2 separate regions of the Mus musculus genome follow, and region 1 is linked to region 2. A link is a contact called in public HiChIP or PLAC-seq data. All regions are on one chromosome and are shown on one strand. Each heading gives the region's core, a stretch centred on a gene start, on an enhancer-like site or on the middle of the called end of the contact. The rest is flanking DNA. Distances are from core to core; before and after follow the strand shown.

Evidence for each region. HiChIP or PLAC-seq counts read pairs in DNA pulled down with a chosen protein or histone mark.
Region 1: an H3K27ac HiChIP or PLAC-seq map of embryonic stem cells shows a contact between it and region 2, with 6 read pairs. The contact joins two enhancer-like sites. A contact is called at or near these places in 12 of 39 promoter capture datasets (the C10 cell line, the HPC-7 cell line, cranial neural crest and 7 more), 1 of 15 datasets of contacts at CTCF or cohesin (embryonic stem cells), 22 of 484 Hi-C or Micro-C datasets (CD8 T cells, CD8 central memory T cells, the CH12 cell line and 13 more), 18 of 115 datasets of contacts at active chromatin or transcription factors (CD8 T cells, acute myeloid leukemia, bone marrow-derived macrophages and 13 more) and 4 of 9 other capture datasets (adipose tissue, liver, macrophages and 1 more).

What each region holds. Positions count from the first base shown.
Region 1 is chr3:116,528,515-116,531,515 of GRCm38.p6, reverse strand. The region is part of intron 3 of Dbt (dihydrolipoamide branched chain transacylase E2); the gene reads right to left. It also overlaps the pseudogene Gm4596. Among named protein-coding and RNA genes, the nearest start is that of Dbt, 17 kb to the right of the region's middle. Within about 2 kb of position 1,600, at least 11 of the 459 cell types and tissues checked have an H3K27ac peak or open chromatin away from gene starts, as enhancers often do. A contact at or near this core is called in embryonic stem cells, where this site is marked.
Region 2 is chr3:116,339,750-116,342,841 of GRCm38.p6, reverse strand. The region is part of intron 7 of Cdc14a (CDC14 cell division cycle 14A); the gene reads left to right. Among named protein-coding and RNA genes, the nearest start is that of Cdc14a, 83 kb to the left of the region's middle. Within about 2 kb of position 1,386, at least 36 of the 459 cell types and tissues checked have an H3K27ac peak or open chromatin away from gene starts, as enhancers often do. A contact at or near this core is called in embryonic stem cells, where this site is marked.

The DNA of each region.
Region 1 (3,001 bases), core at 351-2,850, 190 kb before region 2:
TCTGTCAGCTATCCATCTAACAGGAGATTAATATCCCAAACATATAAAGAACTCAAGAAACAAACAGTCAAAAAGACAAAACTCATTAAAAAGGGAGGGGTGGGAATGGGGGCAGGGGAGGTGGGGCTGGGACCTAAACAGAGAATTCTTAAAAGAAAGAAAAAAAACAAAAAGCTAAAAAAATTTCAAAAAAAATGTTCATTTTCCATAGCAATTTGGAAAATACAAATCAAAACAACTTTGAGGACTCATTTTACCCAAGTCACAGTGACAAAGATCAGCAGCAACACAAGTGACAACGAACTCTAGGAGTGCGGGGAAGGGAACCCTCCCTCACTGTTGGTGGGATGGCAAACTGGTTAGGCCACTCTGGCAATCTCACATCTGTGGAGAATTCTCAAAAAGCTAGACTAAATCTACCATATGAGCCTGCCGTTCTACTTGTTGGCATCTGCCCAAAGGAGCCGTACATCCCACTTCCCAGATACTTGCTTGGCATGGTTCTTGCTGACTGCTGCTGTTCACAATAGCTGGGAAATGGAAACAACCCAAATGTCCTTCAGCTGGTGAAAGGACAAGGGAAATGTGACATAATGCACACCTGGAATACTGTGCAGCAGCAAAAAGAAATGAAACCATGGACTTTGTAGGTGAGTGGGTGGAACTAGAGCCAGAAGGACAGACATCATGCTCTCCAGGTGAGTGGGTGGAACTAGATCCAGAAGGACAGACAGACATCATGCTCTCCAGGTGAGTGGGTGGAACTAGATCCAGAAGGACAGACAGACATCATGCTCTCCAGGTGAGTGGGTGGAACTAGACCCAGAAAGACAGACAGACATCATACCATGCTCTCCTTGTTCTGAGGCTCCAAGCCCCAACTCTTTAGATGTGAGCACATATTCTGGAAAACTACAGAAACACACACTACAGAAAGGGACTATTGCTAGGGCGGTAGAGTCAGGAACAACAGAGAGAACAGCAGAGCACACGGGATCTGATAGGGAAAACTGGAAAGATGAGGGGCACGAACTAGGGAGGTGGGAAGAAGATAAATACAAAAGTAAGAGAGAGATACAGTAAGATTAAGGAGGTCTAAAAAGGGCACAAGGAATGATACTATTAACTACCTACCTACACAAACACAAAACAAAATAAACTCTGTAATATACTAAGTCTGTGTATAAATAGTTTAAATGAAATTTTCCCATTTGGGCTGACAATGCTCCTTCCAAAGTTCCACACCAGGCATGAGATGGCCTCTTTTGAGGTGTTGCTCAGAACTACCCAAGAGACTTCCTCATCATCACAGACTATTGCTATTGCCCTTGGAAACCCTAGAGGCGGAATGCAAGTCCCTAACTCGGAAACAACACGACACACTTCAGACACAGGCCCAGAGGCCCCTGAGCTGGAACTGACTCCAGTCCTGCAAGCTTCCAAAGGAGGGAGGCAATCGACAGTCGTCCCCCCCCCCCCCCCCCCCGCAGCTATGACACCTGTGAGCCACAACAAAGACCAGCATGCTTGCACAACAGCCCTAAGCATGCAGCAGGGGTTCCCTGTGGCTCCCAACAGCTCCCTGATTAGACTCAAGGTCACTCAGGCTAGTACAAAAACCCAGACAACCACCCAGGGCTAGTGAGTTATGGATCTGAGAGGAGAGCCTACAGCCCTCACTTCACTAAACCTGAAAAATTTCTAGCTTCATCCTAAACATCTGTCCTTATACGCACAGGTCAGTGCATCCTCATTCCCCTATCAAAGAAACTTCTCAGAGACCATTATACAAAACAACAGCCAGTCAGAATGCAGAGGTGTGGAGCCCAGTCCCAGTGGGTATTCTACAGAACACTCTCAAAGCTAAGCCTTCTCCTTGAGCAAAACGGGACGGAAAGATGCTGAGTCAGAGGATCATGGAATTTGTTGTAAGATTTGTCTCCTAGTAATGTCAGAAGCTACACCCATCAAGTCTCGCCAGCACCACCACCTGAATGTGAGCTAAACAAGGACAACAGCAGACATGCCAAAGTGGACAGGAAAACGATGAGGCCTCAACCCTACAGAACTACAGGCAGCTAAGGAATGCTGAGAGAGGAGAAGCGCTGTTCCCCAGGGAGAGTACAGTGGGTGTCCATTACCAAGTGACAAGCTCTGAAGGCATAATACAAGTAACATTATATAGACTGAGCAGGTCCTATTTATGTATCTGAAAATTATATGTATGTATGTATGAATATCCATATGTAGAATATGTAATATATATGTATATATATATATATATATATACATATATATATATATATATATATATGTACACACACAATTAATGAAAAGAAGCCATGAATTTGAAAAAGAACAGGTATATGGAGAGTTTGGAGGGAAGAAAGGGAAGGGAGAAATGATATATTATAATCTCAAATATATAAGAGATAATTAAAAAAAATAATAACCCAACACACATACAGTAGAGGACTTCAGGGTCTGTGTTCGTTCAGGGATGATGCCCCTAACCCTCATGAGGCTGGAGGCCCCAGGGAGTTTAGAAGTTTGGTTGGGTTGAGGGGTGGGGACATCTATGTGGATACAGCGGGATGGGGAGGAGGTATGGGATGTGGAACAGTCAGAGGGTGGGAAATAAAATATGGACTGTAAAAAAATAAATAAAATAGCTTCCAGTCCGACCTCCGATCAGTTTTAGTAAGAAGGTGCTGTTCCAAAGGCAAGAGGGTGGCAAGTCCACCCGGCCTAAGCAAGGGAGGCAAACCACGCCTCTTTAACCCTCCCCCTGCGGACAGATACATGGTGGCACCTGTGTCTGGCAGAGCCGGTGTGAGAAGAAGAGACAATCCTTCCCTGTCGCCAGGATAATCAAGAGTTTTGGCCGGACCTTTGAGTACACAATGGGATAGTGAGGAGCCCGGAGAAAAGCAGACTATGGCGCTGAAACTGATTAATAAGGAACTTAGTGATTTGGCCCTTGACCCTCCAGCACAGTGTC
Region 2 (3,092 bases), core at 137-2,636:
TGCATTCATTGTTTTGTATGTGTGGGGCACACATGTGTCTGTATGTATGGCGTGGATGTACACACATGTGCGTGTGGAGGCCTAAGGTTAATAAATTGTCTATCATCCGTCTACCTATTCATTAAGGAAGAGTGGGTCTCAGTCATATTCAGAGTTTATCAATATGGCCGGGCTTATTAGCCAGCCTGTTCTCGGAATTCCTTTGGAAGCTAGATTTACAAGCAGGCTGCCACACTCACCAGATTATGTGGCTTTCTGGGAATCTGATGCTGGTTCTTGTACTTGCATGGCGGGTACTCTAACTGCTGAGTCAGTCCCTTAAAGGAGGTTATGTGACCAGAATGCTACTTATAATGCTACAGAGGATGGGTCAGCAGGGTGTAACCACTTGCTTCTAGTCTAACGATTTCTTAAAGGTTTTGTCTGCTTTCACCTCCCATTCAGGAATCTAAAGAATGCCATGTATAAGCCAGGCGGTGGTGGCCCACGCCTTTAATCCCAGCACATGGGAGGCAGAGGCAGGCAGATTTCTGAGTTTGAGGCCAGACTGGTCTACAAAGTGAGTTCCAGGACAGCCAGGGCTATACAGAGAAACCCTGTCTCAAAAAAACAAAAAACAAAAAAACCAAAACCAAAAAAACAACAAAAAAAGAATGCCATGTATAATTAGTCATATGGATATTTTAAATATTCCACTAGGGACATTCAGAAATGATAGAAAGAAATGGTGAAGGTATTTTAAAAGATGTATTTCAATTAATTCATTATATCCCACATATTTCAACATATAGTTAAGACAGGGATTATTAATGGAGTAGTTTAGTTTACATTTAAAAAAAAAATCATGCCTTCAAAGTCCAGTGTGGCGTTTACACTCCAGCATACCTGAGTCTGGTCTGTTCATCCTGTAAGACACAGGAGCCATGGGTGGCCAGGGTAATGATTCCACAAAATAACAGGCTTGCCATGTACGGTCATGGTCCCCCAGAATGGCATGAAGCCTAAGTCAGTGCTCTATCCGCTCTGACTGCTCATGTGGGAGTACTTTCAAGATTGTCCAATTTAGGAGGTTTAGAGAAGGATGCCTCCGGAATTTGGATATTTCCATGTGACCAGCACATGGATTATTGACTTTAGGACTGAGAAATAGCATCAGACACAGGTCTTGAAAAACAAAAACAAAAACAAAAAAAACCCAAAAACCCAAAAACAAAACAAAACAAAACAAAACCAAAACACCTTCTAGAATATGGTTTCTCCAGTTCCCAAGTCAACCCGTCTGTCCTGTTGCTTAGACACACATTGCTCAGTCAGGATTCTACCAGTAATACTAGGCATATCCAGATCCAACCAACCAACCAATCCGCTCACCCACCCTAACAACTAACCAAAGTCACACGATCTGAAAGCGCCCCGTAGCAATCAGTGTCGAAACGTCTGTACTTTCCGACAGGGCTTGTAAGGTATTCCCAAAGAACCCGAGAACCAATACTACAACCACTCCTTTTGGAATCTAGCCAGGGATCAGTTCAGGAAAATAATATCGACCTTTTATCCTAGGGAGATATGTGAAAACAAGAGCCCTAGTGTTCAATTTACACCGTGATGGTATGTGCCTGTGTATATATGGGCAGCACGCCCTCTAGTGGTGAAGTGACTGCAAGACATCCTGCTTTGACGACCTTGGTGACGCTAGGTCCTCAATTTATAGCTCCCTCTGCTTTCCGCGAAGCGCGTTATTGCTTTATTTTGATGACTGGTCCATGAGCTGGTGACCTCACAGGAAAATGCAGAGCAGGGTCACCCACTAGCAGTACCTTGTTCTTGCTTGTGGCTGGGATTGATGGAGACGAAATGCAGAGAAAGGAGCTTGAGGGGTGATCTTTTGGGGGTCGGGAGGAGCGCTCATCTCTGTGGGTCACATTTATTACCTCGCTTAGTTTTTCAATTTCAAAAAGCTTCCTTAAGTAGCCTCCTGGGGATTCAGTAGAGTTCAAAGATCAACTTTAGAATGTAGCAACTACTTAGAAGGCTTCCTTTTAGCTACATGATGTCTGTCACCCCCCCCCCCCCCAGCTCCCAATAAGTAATAAGTCTAACCACTTTTGAGCGAATGCTGTCTGAGAAATAGCGCTGTCAGCAGGAGGGTATTTTTTTCAGATTGTCAATCTATTGTTGACTTGATTTTGTTTTCTCAAATGCTGGCTATCTGGGACACATCTTTGACCTTGGCAGGTGAGAGCCACACCCAGCTACATCTACCTGACCTCAGAGGAGAGGAGCTGCTGCTTTCGCAGGTGCAGGGGCACCGCACAGGGCTTCTTGTTTTTTACCTTGGTACTCAGAGAACAGGATCGTATTTGCTCAACACCTAGTAAACACAGTTCACACCCATCCATCGGCAGCTGGGGCCTCTGCTCGCCTCAGTTCCTGCCCAGGCAGCTCCATTCCGATCGCTCTGACTGGGAAACTTTGCTTTAAAAAAAAAAAAAATAATAATAATATAACGCTGGGACCAGGGAGATGGCTCAATCAGAAAAATGTTTGCCAAAGCAAGCATGAAGACCAGATTGTAGATTCCTTCAGCCTGTGCAAAAAAAGCTGTCATGGTGGCGAGCTGTCTGTAATCCTAGCACTTGGTGTGGAGGTGGGGGAGAGGGTTGGGATAGAGGCTTGGGCTGTTTGTGTGGTTCCCTGAGTCATTCTCAGCCCCATGTGGCTCACGCTGTGTTGCATTAGACACATCTGTGTCTTCCGTGTCCTCTCTGTGCTTGTGCGCAGAAACTGTCTTGCCTGCCCTTGCATGAATAAAGTAAGCCACTAGCAGAGTCTACTCAGCACAAGGAGTTAATCGGTGTGTAAGACGTGAAATATCTCACGGGTGAGCAGATGAGCATCAAATGCCGAGTGGTCTATTTTCAGTGGAAATTGACCAAAACTGTTTTTTTTTTTTTTTTTTAAATTTTGAGATTATAATTTAATTACAACATTTCTCATTTGCTTTCCCTCCCTTCCATATATCCCTCCTCATTCTCCTTCCAATTCATGGTCTCTTTAGTCATTGATCATTATTGGATGCATCTGTGTATATA